Linked DNA regions of Mus musculus: region 2 is linked to region 1. The links are chromatin contacts, called in public HiChIP or PLAC-seq maps. All regions are on one chromosome and are shown on one strand. Each heading gives the region's core, a stretch centred on a gene start, on an enhancer-like site or on the middle of the called end of the contact. The rest is flanking DNA. Distances are from core to core; before and after follow the strand shown. Region 1 holds the start of Tfrc (transferrin receptor). Region 2 overlaps Bex6 (brain expressed family member 6).

Region 1 (7,118 bases), core at 2,172-4,671:
ATACATGTTCTCAGAAGCCCAATCTCTTGTCCCTTCTGTTACAGTTTATCACTACCACCTCACCAGAAACAGACCCAATCGCTAGAGCCAGAACTAGAAGGCCCCACCCTGAGCCAATTTTAATCATATTCTAGGGGGAAAAAAACAGCTAACACATTAATGCTTGTCTGAAATAGCTATCCCTAAAATATTCTGCTTTCCCAAACAGGTCTCAAGTTGATATGATTAATAATAATACTAATAAAATGATTGAACAATTTTGAGCCTAAACAGGCTGTTGGTATTAATGTCTAAATTTGGCTTTATAACCCAATTACACCTTATTTTTCTAAGAAACAAGTTATTTCGATTTTAATTCATCGAACTAAAATTAAGAATAACAACAAAAAAAAAACCCCAACAATTCAGAACTGGGCAGTGGTGGCACATGCCTTTAATCTCAGCACTTAGGTGGGTGGATCTGAGTTTGAATTCAGCCTAGTCTAGAGCTACAAGGACAGCCAGGACTACACAGAGAAGCCCTGTGTAGAAGGGAAAGTTAAAAAAAAAGACATGAAATTTCCATTTAATCCCAACACTCAACTCTGCATTTGTGAACACCATAGTAGTTCCAAAGTAGCCAGTGTCAGAGCTAGTGACACACGCCTTTAATCCCAGCACTTGGGAAGCAGAGAATTTGTTTTCAAGGTCAACCTGGTCTACACAGTGATAACCTGACAAGATAAAATAAACCCAGTTATTCTTTAAGTCTTAACTGACTCATTTAAAATCTTACATATAGCAACATACCTATTTATATAGCTTTTTGAATTTTCAAATTGTCAAATCTATACTCTGCAAGCATGGCAAGACAAACCAGATAGAACAGCCTAACTGAGAGCTGTTGATGGGACATTTAAAAGTAAAACAATTCTCATTTGGTCCAAGATGTCACCAATGTCAACAATCTTTGCCAAGAGAAAGTTAATCTTGATTTCTCACTTTTACTTACACACCTTTGATGTTACCAAACATTAGGAAAACCATTCAATTCTAATAAAAATTAAGATACAACTAAGATAAAGACATAGTTCTTTTGATCTATGACCTTAACTTTGAGCTGGAAGCTGGAAGATAAGCAGATACTAGCCAGACTTTTCATTAAAAAATAAGCCATGCAATGGTTCTGACAAGCACATTTCATTTCAAATTCTGAGTTCACACAAAAGGAAGTTCCTTAATTGAGGGCCCGATCTAGATCCTCAAAATTAGTGCCGGCCCTGTTCTTTTAAGTCCTACTTCTTTACTACTGCAGTTGTAGCTCCCTGACCACCTATGAGATCCTTGACTTCTCTCCCAATCTTTATTTATTTATTTATATTTTGGTTTTTTGAGACAGGGTTTCTCTGTGTATCCCTGGCTGTCCTGGAACTCACTCTGTAGACCAGGCTGGCCTCGAACTCAAAAATCCACTTGCCTCTGCCTCCCAAGTGCTGGGATTAAAGGAATGGACCACGACTGCCCAGCTGTTGAGATGTTTTAAAGACAGGCTCTTACTCTTCAGCACTAGCTGACCTCAAACTCAGTGATCCACCTGCCTCTGCCTTACCCCCCAGTGCTGGGACCAAAGGTGTGTGGCACCATGCCCGACTGCAAAGGTTTTAGTTTTAAGAGCCTACTTTGCTGGGTGTGGTGGCACTTGCCTTTAATCTTATCACTCTCCAAACAGAAGCAGGTGGATCTGAGTTCAAGGCTACCCATGGATTCATAGGGGAGACCTTCTTTGGGAAATTGAAAAGGCAATAGGAAATAGGTAGCAGGTTTTCATTTCCATAGTTTTCTGAATAGCAACCAAAAGGTCAAAACCACTTGAGGTCACTGAAGTTTATTTTGTATAGCACTCATCTGGGAGAGAAGGAAATCACTTACACATAGTAGACCCAAGGCCTGAGGGTCGTTTAATTAACTTTCATTGTTGTCTAACCCAAATTTAGCCCATAATCTTGCCCTATTATAAATAAGCACATTGCCACAAGCATATAACTACTTAGCCTTAGGGTGGGGTTAGGCAGACAGATCTAACCAGTCAACACAGGCCAGGTTCACAGCCACCATTCCTTGACAACATCCTCTCTCAAAGTAAAAAGTATTATGCTCTCTATATAAAAAACAGCTGATATTGGATTCCTGTATAAAGCAGTTTATTATAATCCTTAACAGAAAATAAATGCAAGTGGACCCACACAAGCTAAATCCCGTTTTCTTTGTAGATAACATCCTGAATCAGCTTAAATGTCTTTGTCAAAGAGGTCATATTTCACAGCTCAGAGCCAACTCATCTAATCTTAGAATAAAAGTATCAGGTAGCCGAGAATTTCTGTAACACAACTATTTCCCACTTAAATCCTATTTAAAAAAAAATAGCACAGAATAGCCGAGAATTTCTGTAACACAACTATTTCCCACTTAAATCCTATTTTAAAAAAATAGCACAGAAACTGAACAGCAATCCAGTCCAGTCTTCTGCCTAAGTATAAGGAGATCATTTCATTTTACGCTCGGGACAAAGTGTGCTAACTGAAAAATTTGCAAATGCAGTTTTCTTACCCTCAAACACCATTTTAGAGAGCTGTCCAACACCAGGGTGCACGCTGGTTCTCTACAGCTAGTTCTAAAAGAGCTCGTACAAAGAGGTCGTATTTCTACGTTCTCCCATCTTAGGAGATGCTAGAGACGTTCTTAGTATTACCTGCAGCGTTCAGACCTATTCTGCCCTAGAAAAATGAGATTCCACACGCTGGGCCAAGAGGGAGAGACTGGCAAAAAAACCGACCAGGTGGTGCCGAAGTTCCAACGTGCAGTTATTGGAAGCTCCCCCCGCCCCTCTAAATGTCCGTGACACTAGTAACCGAATAGAAAACAGCTTTGTCCTTTTCAGCTGTGACGCCCTCCTGCGAGGGGCCCCAAGGTCACCCACGTACCCCGACAGCCGTTCCCTGGGGCGACTTCCTCCAGCCGCCACCACGTGCTCCCGGCGGAACAAGCCTGCGCCTCAGCGTGGTGACTCTCGAACCCGCGGCCTAGCACTGGCCTGCGAAGGCCCGGAGGACCCGAGGGGCGCAGGGTACAGCGGCTCCCCACACCCACCGCGCTGCACCTGCAACCCGCGCTCCTCAGCCCCGGACTCCGCGACACCCCTCCGCCTCCCCGCCCGCACCACCCAGGCCCTGGCGTCTCGCTCTGGTCCGCCCGCCACGCGAGGACCACGATGGGCCGTGCCGCTGACAAGGGAGTCACTCACTAGGAAGCGCCTCTACAGTCCGCAATGCAGCAGCCCGCGCTCCGCACGCCTTCTGAAGGCAGCGCTGCCTCCCACCCAAAGCTTATAGCTCGGCCCCACCCCCCGGCCGGCCCTCTGGATCTACGTCACTTCCTTCCGCACGTACACCTACCGAGGTGCTCCCCCAAGACCGCTGGAGGCGAACTGCGCGCGCAGCCAGTGCGTGCGCGGAGTAGCCTAGAAAAGGCGCCAAGGCGGCAGGTGTCGGGAGAGCGCGTGCGATTGGCTGCGGCTCGCTTTCTCCACCGCACCCCTCCCCCGCCGTGTCTTTGGAGTTGGCCTGTCGCCCTCCGCCTAACCTTGACCGACACCCAACCCTGCGGTGCAAGTTCGAAAGTATCAGCCTTTACTCTTTAAAATATTCCTACTTGCAGGCTTAGGTCTCCGCCAAAACCATATCCTAAAGACGAGTTTTTGCAGCTCAGAGATGCTTTAAAGGAAAAACTTTAAAGCAAAACTGCAAATCTTTTTTTTTTTTTTTTTTAGATTTTAACAAGCAGCGCTTAAGCCAAGCAAAGAGCTACCAGTGCTCACTATGTTCAGCCTATGGAAGGGAAATAGGAACCAATGATTTACTAGGGTGATAAAGTTGTAGATTAACTTGCATGTTTATCGCCATTATTGCTTTTAGAGGGTTGTTGCAATGCATAGCAAATAAAAGGAGTTCTGTTAAAACTGCAAACGTTCACACTCTTTTCTTCCTATCTGTACTTTACTGCCCAGCCTGTGGTAAATTTACAAATAACAAAGAGAGTGGTATCTTAAACCACAACAGGACTACAGATAGCGCGCTCCCAGATGGAGCCCTTAGGGACCCTGGGAATGTCTTTTAAAGTACTAATCTACTTCCCAGCCACGAATTTGACCTTTGGCTTATCTGCTCTAAAATTCAACGCGTATTTGGGATTTACTAACTGCTGGTCCCTTTAGACCCTTCTTTGTCCAAATTGTACTACTCCAGAAAATATATATAAAGCCAGAGCACACAGCCATTGAGAGATCTCTGAAATTCAGACCATAAGCAGGTCTTGGTGGCACAGGCCTTAATTCCAGTGAAAGGCAGAGCAGGCATATCTCTTGAGTTCAGGCCAGCCTGGTCTACATAGAGAGTTCCAGAACAACCAGGGCTACAAAAAGAAACCCTGTCTAAAAACAATAAAACAAAAAACAAAAAAGGAAGAGGAAGAGGAAGAAGAGGGGGTAAGGAAGAGGAGGAGGGAGAGGGGGATGGGAGAGAAGAGGAAGAGGAAGGGGAAGAGGAAGAGGAAGAAGAAAAAAAAAAGAAGAAATAATGATTCCGGCTATAGACTGAGTCCCTGTAAGAGAAGCACAGAAGCACACAGCAGTGTTTGGTACCCCCATAGCTCAGAATTTGGAGCAGAAAGATGGGTGACTTCCAGGCCAGCTTAGGCTGTACAGCAAGAACCTCCATCTCAAAAAACAAATGAAAACAATGATGGCAGTTTGAAGTGAAGGTCTTTCTGTTTCACTTAAATTTTTTATTCTATTTTTAGTGTGTGTGTGTGTGTGTGTGTGTGTGTGGTTATGAACCTGGGTGCTCATGAAGTCAGAGGACAATGTTTGGGAGTTGGTTGCCTCCCATCTTGTGCAGGATCAAACATAGGTATTTACTGGGCCATCTTATGGCAAAAAAAAAAAAAAAAATTTTTTTTCTTAAAGACTGGGTCTCGGGGAGATGGGAGAGGAAGTTTGTGGAGGGGAAACTGGGAAAGAGGATAACATTTGAAATGTAAATAAATAAAATATCCAATAAGAAGAAAGAAAGGGAGAGAGAGAGAGAGGGAGGGGGAGAGGGAGACTTGATCTCATGTAGCCCAGGCTGGTCTAATCCTCCAGTCTCCATCTCCAAAGTGCTGGGAGTACAAGCCTATGCTACTACACCCAGGATGCTAAAGAAGGAGCCCGGGGCATCCTGGGTGGTAGGCAAGCTCTCTACTAACTGAGCTGCACCAAGCCTGGGGTGAAAATTTGATACCTTTGTGAAAATAAATAAATAAATAAATAAATAAATGGTTTAGGAAATGCAATTGAATACTATTTGTTTCTATGGAATTGCAAGTAGTAGTTTTATACTAACTAACAGAAATTATAAAGTCAACATCAAAGAGAATGCCAATATTTTTCTTTTCACACTTGATCTTAGCCAAAAGGCCGAGAAGTGGTAATAATTTTCTTTTCATGCATTATCGAGTGATAGTGGACTCGATATGATTAACTCCCCCACTAACCCCTTTTGCCGGGAGGTTTGCAGGCTCCCCCTCCTCTGCAACCTCAAGAAAATGAATGGTAATTTGTCTTCCTTTGTTGCAGAGCTTGTATATAACAGAATAGAAAAGAAACCATTTCTTTTGCCTCCTATTCTATACATTCACCTATTTTGTCATGGATTGTCATTTCTTGTTAGCATGACAACCAAAGTGAGCGTTTTCTCTTCTACTCCAGGAGGCTCAGTAGTTTACAGGATTGAAATGAAACATGCTTGGTTAGCTTTTAATGCCATCTCTGTGAGCCTGGTCTACATAGTGGACACCAGGACATCCAGAACCACTTAGTGAGGCCATGCCGGTGGGGGCAGGGTGGGGGTGGGGGCCACATGAAACATAGTTTGGATAACTTTTATTTAAACTACCCATTTTCAGAAGTCAATCTTCCGCAGACTGCTTTTCAAAATAAAAACCAACAAAAGGATTCTTCCAGTTCCACCAAAAGGTGCACAGGCGCACTATCATATGCACTAGAGTTCTCACTATCATATGCACTAGAGTTCTCACTATCATATGCACTAGAGTTCTCACTATCATATGCACTAGAGTTCTCACTATCATATGCACTAGCGTTCTCACAAAACCAGGCTGGGTGGTTCTCACCTTTAATGGAAGCACACTGGAGGAAGAGGTAGACAGATCACTGGGAGTTGGTGTCCTGGAACTCACTCTGTAGACCAAGTTGACCTCCTACTCAGAGATCCTCTGCCTTCCCTGTGCTGGGATCAAAGGCATGTGCCACCACTGCCAGGCTAAGACTCTCTCTAAAAAAACAAAACAACGAAAACAAAAAGGATGGGCAGGCCGTGGTGTCTCATGCCTTTAGTCCCAGCACTTGGGAGGTAGAGGCAGGTGGATCTCTGTGAGTTTGAGGTCAAACTGGTCTGCAAAGTGAGTTCCAGGACATCCAGAGCTACACAGAGGAACCCTGTCTTCAAAACCCAAAAGTGTCTATAATGCAAATGTGTATAAAAAGGTGCAAGTGTATATGTGGTGTGATCGAGTGTGTTTTCATGTGTGTGTCTAGTTACACAAGCACATGTGTGCATATGGGTGGGAAGGCCAGGGATTATCCACTCTCCAATTGATTTCCCGTAGAACCTGGAGCTAGGTCTTTCCAATAGTCTAGCTAGTCACTTTGCCTTGGGAACTCTATCTCGGCTTCCAAGCGCTGGGATTACAGATGGGATACCAGGTCTCACCCAGCTTTTATGTAGGTTCTAGGGATCTGAACTCCAGTTCTGACATCTGAATGGACAAGAGCCTTATCCACTGAGCCGTCTCCCCAACCCTCTGGCTTCTGTCTAACTGGACCTCATTCCTACATCCCTGTCCCCTTTCTCTTCCCAGACTTAGGCAACCACCACTCTGTTCCCAACTTCCATCCTTGCTGTTACAAATGATAACATTTCTTTTTGCTGTTATTGTTTTATTTTTTGAAACTGTGTTTTTCCTGTAGCCCTGGCTATCCTGGAATTCCCTATGTAGACCAGGCTGGCTTTGAACTCAGAAAT
Region 2 (7,118 bases), core at 1,202-3,701, 420 kb after region 1:
GTGATTAAAAGAGCATTGGCTGCTCTCAAAGGGGACCTGGGTTTGGTTCCCAGCACACACATGGTGGTTCACAACCACCTATACTTCCAGTTCCAGGGACTCCAACACTTCCTTGCCTTCTTGGGTGCCAGGCACACACATGATACACAGATGTATAGGCAGGCAAAACATCCATGCTCATAAAAATAGGAGTAACGAAGACGATAGCATACAAAGATGTGACTGTTGCCATGACACATTAGTAAGGTACAGAAGAGACAAAGCAGAGAACTTGGCAGCCCACCCCCTTGCTGCAAGAAGTCCTGCCATGCAGGGGGTCTCTGGAGTGTCCTCTGCATCTACCCTACACTTCCTCTCTGACCTGCATGACTATCTCAGCTGCTGTTGGTGTCCCTTTGGCTTCCTATTGGGATCCTTAGCAGGGAGCCCTGGCAAGAGATGAGAGGCGAGTACCTGTTGCCTTGATTTGCCCCAGTGGGGTCACCTCAGGGTGGCTGTTACCTAGGCCAGCACTCACAGGACTCCTGAAGGAGCTGTGAATCACCTGTGGACTCTCTCTCTCACCTTGTGACCAGAACTCTCTCTCTTCAGACCTAGTGACATGGTCGGCTAGTCCTGGCTTCCTGAATTCCTGTGTCATGTTTGTACCAGTCCCTTTAGGAAGCTCTCCGTAACCCTCTTTGCCCAGCTTACCCATACCATCTCTTTCCTATAATGCGACAACATGATATGCCATAGTCCATATCCTGGGTCCACACTGGAAAGTTGTACAGGATTATGTTCACTGAGCCAAAGGAAAACTATAGGCACATCGGGGAGTGTCTGAGAAGAACAAAGTGACAGGGAGGTGGTGACTGAGTAGGAAGAGTCATGTGGGACATGGCGCATGCCAGCACAACATCTTTGAATAGACAATATACATACCTGACCACAGGATAGACAGCTATGGAGACCACACATGGATATGCTCTTCATTTTTCAGTGGTGCCTTAGGGGCACCCCAGGCACTTGCACACTTGCAAATGCTAGACAAACTATCTCCAGCCCTTGGCTGTGTGTGTGTGTGTGTTAGGTTTTTCAAGACAAGATTTCTCTGTGTAGCCCTGGCTATCCTGGAATTCACTCTGTAGACCAGGCTGGCCTTGAACTCACAGAGACCCACCTGCCTCTGCTTCCCCTTTGCTGAGTTTAAAGTCACATGTCACCACCGCCCTGTGGCCCTTGGCCTCATGATGTAGCTCAGGCTGGCTTTGAACTCACTATGATGCTCTAGCTGGTCTTGAATTCCTGTCTCCTTTATCTCATGAATGCTGAGGTAGAAGACGTGGACCATCGCCATGCCCGGCCTATTTTCAGGTTTATTTATTTTATCTTACGTGCATGGGTGTTTTGCCTGCATGTATGTGTCTGTTACCATGTGCATGCCTGGTGTTTATGGAGGTCAGAAGAGGGCCTCAGATCTCCTGGAACTGGAGTTTCAAATGGTTGTGCTCCACCATGTCAAAGAAAAAAAAATGTTTCCAATAAAAAAGATTCCACTTGGGTAAAAATTTAAAAATGAATACAAATGTAAATATGAACCAGATGTGCTCCATTGCACGTGCCTTTAATCCAGCCCTTGAACTTGAGGCGGGCAGATCTCTCTATGGGCTGGGGGCTAGCCTGATTTATCTACATAGTGAGTACCAGGGTAGCTGGGACTACATAGTGAACCCCTGTCAAAAAAGAAAAAAGAAACATCGCAAACAAGTGTTATGGAAAGACAATGAGAAATTAAATTTTCTTAAAAGGGAGTTTGTTTTAGAAAATACAGTTCTGATGTAAATAATTAATGCTGGTACACTTAATCTGAAATGTTTGTGGCATTCGGGTATTGGGTCTGTCATCACAGGACTTGGGAGGTTGGAGCAGGAAGATATTGGGTTCAAGGGCAGGCTGGGTTACACAGCAAAGCTCTGTCTCAAAGACAGAGAGGGACCAAGACCCTCCCTGAGGACAAAAATGACCCGAGTCAAAATGTCTAGCCTCTTTCCCTGGTCAGGGAGACCCCATACATACATTTGAGGTGCATACAAGCTTTATTAATTTTCCATTTAGGTCCGGGCTGCATGAACATGATGAGACTTATGGTTCCTGGAATGGAGTTTCTTTCAGTTGTGAAAATTACAGTGTCAACCTCCAGACCTCTGTCTGCTCCTTAGACAGCACCGGTGGGGTAATCTGTGCAGGCCCTCCCTAAACTGGACAGTAATTTACTTGGTCAGATCCCCTGAGTCCACATAGCGACCCCAGAGCACAGAGCAATGTGTTGCAGTATTCTCCCCCCCCCCCCCCCCCCCCCCCCCCCGCTGACTTTTCCTCTGGGCGACTTAGTTCTCAGAACACTCCCTGTGACAGAGAAGACAGAAGCAAAGGACACAGCGTGAGGAGTTCTGCTTTCTGTTACCGCCAACAGGACGGTACTGACCGCAGGCAGCCCGTTCCTTTCTTGCCTTATAAAGCCCTCAGAGGCCTTCTTCCTGTGTGGCTTTCACTTTCCCAGAGGACATGTGCTCTCCTTCCCCTCACCTTCATCTGTGGTCGCTCTCCCTTGTCCAACTCGGCCTCACTTTCTCCCACAGAGACGAAGAGGCTTCTTGAAGCCCTTCCCTTTGGAAACTGCGCTTGGGGTCTCACAGGTCAAGACAGGGATCTTAAAGCCTTACTGGGGCTGGGGTGCAGCTCGGTGGTAGACCACTTGCTTAGATTGTGCAAAGCCCTGGGTTCGGTCCCTAGTGGTTTGACAGCCCCTCCTCCTCCGGGGAGGTTACAAAAATCTTTGCCTTTCTCCAAAGGTGGTATTTTCTCAAGCTGTAGTCTATTCTTTCAACTTTAAATGGATGCATTGCCGGGTGTGGTGGCACACGCCTTGAATCCCAACAGAGGCAGAGGCAGGTGGATTTCTGAGGCCAGCCTGGTCTACAAAGTGAGTTCCAGGACAACCAGGGCTACACAGAGAAACCCTGTCTCAAAAAAACAAAAAAAAAAAAAACAAAAACAAAAAAAAAAAAACCCAACCCCCCCCTCAAATATATATAAATAAAAGGATGCTTTTATTTTATGTGTGTACCAAGTCTCTCTATATATATATGGACCTCCCATGCCTGCAGGTGCCTGCAGAGCCTGAAAAGTTATAGATGGTTGTGAAACATTGTGTGGATGCCAGGGACTGAACCCAGGTTCTCTGCAAGAACTGAAAGTGCTCTGAACTGTTAAGCCATCTCTCCGACCCCTTATTTATCTTTATTTTTGGAGACAGGGGCTTGTCCCACACTGCAGTCTGGGAAAACCAAACCGTGTTGCCAAGGATAGCTTGAACTTCTGATCTCCTTGCATTGTCTGTCAAAGCTCTAGCAAAGCCCTGTCACCCCCCATTCTGTCACCCACGAAAGTGCAGCTGCTTTCTTCCAAGCCCGTCATTTCCACTCTGGCACCCAATTTCTCCTTCTGGCCAAATTTAGGCACAGAGTGCCAGTTCCTCTCACTACTTCCTCGGGCTCTGTGGAAGATGAAACTGTCAGTCAGCAGTCAGGAGGGCTGAGCTCTCCATGTGTGTGTGTGTGTGTGTGTGTGTGTGTGTGTGTCACTCCCCACAGGATGTAGGGCCAAAGGGAAGTCGAGCAACTTGCTCTAGCTCATCCATAGCAAGCAGTGGAACGCTGGTTTTGCAGCCAGGCCCAGACTCCAGAGGCTAAACACAGGCTCCCATGTTGAGTATCAGAGCACAGCTAGATGGGGGCGGGCAGGGGGAAGGGGTCAACCTAATCATCCACTTAAGGGAAGAAGGGACTTTAACAGGACTCAGTAGCCAGCGTTGGTTCAAACTTCCAGAGTCTGACACCAGGCAGTTTTTTTTTCGGCATATGTAAGCCCAGTACAATTTGGAAAAATTTCTGGTGATAATTAACTCAATCTCAAGTGTACAACAAAGCTTAAGATGTGCTTAGACTGAAACTCTTTTCATAGTACACATGACATCTTCCATAAAAATGGGTTCTATTGAGGGGAAATATGCTCAAAGGTCCAGGGAGGAGGAGTCTGGGATAAACATGTGTGTCCTGGTCCTACAGGTAGCACAGGCTATTAATACATCCAGTCCTAGCTTTCTGGGTGGAAATCAAGTATACATGTCTTCCTTTGAAGAGACAACCCTAGGCTGGGCAGTAGTGGTACAAGTCTTAAATCCCAGCACTCAGGAGGCAGATACAGGTACGTCTCTGAGTTTGAGGCCAGACTGGTCTACATAGAGTTTCAGGACAGACAGGGCTACACTAACTGTCACAAAAAAAACAATGTGTGTGTGTGTCTGTGTATATGTGTATATATAGACAACTGTTTAACGTTTCTGTTTTCCCTACTGTTTTATCTGTGAGCACAAGGCATCGGGATCTGCATGGGAACCTCTCTGCCTTGGTTACTTTTGTTATGGGGTAGGTAGAGGGTTTGTGGTTCTAACTCTGGTTCCATGATCTCTATTAACCCTCCCTGAAGCCTTCTATCCAGTATTTCTCCTTCCACCCTTGGCTTTTTTTTGCTTTTCTTCTCCTCCTCCTCTTCCTTTCCTCTACCCTCCTCCTCCCCTCCACCTTCCTCCTCCTTTTTATCAAGCTCCATTTTGATGCAACATTTATTGTTCTTTTATGAAATATTTCAAAACTTTATTTTTGGTTTAGAAACTGCTTATATAATCCATTTTGCAGCAATAACTCAAACAAACATACAAACAACCTACTTTTTGCATACGCACCCAGCAAACACATCCCCCTCATTTGCCAGCAGTTTATCTGTGGGTTAGGAAGGCTCAGGCAGCACTGGGAGGAGGGCAGGCTCTTTACCATGGCCCTGGTGGGCAGATTTCCTGTCCTCCTCCAATTCTGGGAGACAGGATCAGAGAGCCGTAGCTTCTTCTTCACCATACAATCTTCTCTCTGCCACCCAAGTGCTGATCACAGGCATGTGTGACAGTTTCGGAGTACCTCTCACTTTCCATCCTTGTGACCTGGTCCCCACTCTGTTCCTGCATGAGTTGCCTGCTTACTCTCTGGGAGTCCTCATCCTAATCCTCAGAGTGGGAGGCCACACTGAGCCTAGCAGAGCCCCGAGCCACTAAACGGTGCATACCCGAGGACTGAATTGGTGAGAAGTTCCAAAGAAAAAGGCCTGTACCTGGGAATCCTCAAAAAGGTCAAGTACGCTCCGCTACAAATGTAGGGCTTTGTGGAATGCTTGCTTTTCTGTTTATTTTGTTTTTTGAGACAGGGTTTCTCTGTGTAGTCCTGACTGTCCTGGAACTCACTCTGTATACCAGGCTGGCCTTGAACTCAGAGATGCACTTGTCTCTGGCTTCTGAGTGCTGGAATTAAAGGCGTGCACCACCATAGCCTGGTGGGGGGTTTTTTGTTTCGTTTTGTTTTTATATTATGGTGTGTGTGTGTGTGTGTGTGTGTGTGTGTGTGCGCGCACACGTGTGTGTATTCATGTATGTGTATCTGTGTGTGTGTGAGTGCATACACAGGCTTCTGCTTTTGTAGCAGCCCAGAATAGCATGGATTCATGCCAAGTAACCAAATCCCATCGGTCATGGTACAGACAGCTAATGGCCACTGAGTTACGAGGGCCCTCAGTGGCAACATTTCATCTTCTTAACGTTTCTGTGAAGTATGCTCCACTATCAACTGCCTTTGGAATGTGGCCGGCTGCACAGAGAGACCAACAAGGATGGAGCCACACAGTTCTACAGGAAGCCATCACACAGTTCTACCGGAGCCTAACACAGAACAAAGTCTAGCCAAACCTGTCAGCTCACCCAGCAAGTTTTCTGTTAATTCTTTTCTTTTCTTTCTTTTTTCTTTTTAAACTGCTTTATTAATTTCAAATTATGAAAAAGGAGGGTTTTTTTTTCTAAAATGGGTTAAATTTCCATGCTGGTAGGAATGTTTAGAACTAAATGCAACAAGTAAACAATATTTACGTAGAAACCGTTAAGTGGAAACATGGAAAGTTTAGAAAAAATAGCCCACTAAATACAAGCTTGTAAAACAGTAGTCACTTTATGAGCCCAGAGAAAATCTTAGATTTCAAGGAATGAGGCCTAAGTTGTAATGACTGTCAGATTCCGGTGTGAGGAACCACTTGGAAAACCTCATCCACTGCTCCTGACTCTTTCTCTTGGCTTCTGTCTCCTGCCCTACAAATCTCCCAGCATCCTCTCTCCCTTCACTGTGATCAACATGTCTGTTGGGTGTGGGCCATCTAAAGTTACACACAAGTCGCCTGACTTTCCTTTTGACATAACCTCCAGGATTCTTGGTCTCTACCTCTTCCAGAAGGTGGGATTCTTCTTCACTGTGTCTGGAGGCCTCCCCACCTTTGTCTTTCTCCACAGTGAGATCTTGTATGACTTGTTTGACTTTGGACATCATTTCTCCTGGACCGATCCTTGCCTCCTTCTCTTCCTAGCGATGGTCACCACCAGATGCGCTTCTGCTTCTCAGACCTGCTCCACTCTTCCTCCTCCTGTTGCTTTCCCTGGCACTCTGAATGCCACCAGGAACTGTGCCACCAGGAACAGGTGCCTCTGTTAGGAAGGGACAGCGGACTGGAGACAGTGCCCTGAAAATTATTTCCAATGAGTTAATGTTATTTTAGGTGACTTTTAGGTGGGAAATATCTCACTAAAATTTACGATTATAAAGTTGAGTCTGCAAACAACTATACTCTTATCAATAATTCTAGTGGCTATGTTCAGTGTTACAATGATACAGAGTTGTAATTTCAGAATGGCTTCAGAGGTAATTAGAACCCAAACTAAATATGTGCCTTTTTTTGTTTGTTTGTTTTTTTCGAGACAGGGTTTCTCAGTGTAGCCCTGGCTGTCCTGGAACTCACTTTGTAAACCAGGCTGTCCTTGAACTCAGAAATCCACCTGCCTCTGCCTCCCAAGTGCTGGGATTAAAGGCGTGCGCCACCATGCCCAGAGATTCTTGTTCATTCTTATTTTTGAGTCTGCTCTGTGACCACATCCTTTGTAATTGCACTGTCTGTCTAATGATATCTCTGCTTATATTCTGGGCATGCAT

The links. HiChIP or PLAC-seq counts read pairs in DNA pulled down with a chosen protein or histone mark.
Region 2: an H3K4me3 HiChIP or PLAC-seq map of the SCID.adh cell line shows a contact between it and region 1, with 11 read pairs. The contact joins the enhancer-like site here to the promoter of Tfrc in region 1. A contact is called at or near these places in 5 of 39 promoter capture datasets (the C10 cell line, the HPC-7 cell line, cranial neural crest and 1 more), 1 of 484 Hi-C or Micro-C datasets (pancreatic cancer cells), 4 of 115 datasets of contacts at active chromatin or transcription factors (the SCID.adh cell line, effector CD8 T cells, memory CD8 T cells and 1 more) and 1 of 9 other capture datasets (adipose tissue).

What each region holds. Positions count from the first base shown.
Region 1 is chr16:32,605,199-32,612,316 of GRCm38.p6, reverse strand. Tfrc (transferrin receptor) reads right to left here and starts at 3,421. Exons shown (of 19, transcript NM_011638.4): 1 at 3,281-3,421.
Region 2 is chr16:32,185,719-32,192,836 of GRCm38.p6, reverse strand. Bex6 (brain expressed family member 6) reads right to left here. Exons shown (of 3, transcript NM_001033539.2): 3 at 5,893-6,651. The coding sequence starts at 6,461. The coding sequence ends at 6,117. Among named protein-coding and RNA genes, the nearest start is that of Bex6, 9.5 kb to the right of the region's middle. Within about 2 kb of position 2,451, at least 134 of the 459 cell types and tissues checked have an H3K27ac peak or open chromatin away from gene starts, as enhancers often do. A contact at or near this core is called in the HPC-7 cell line, the SCID.adh cell line, adipose tissue and 2 more, where this site is marked.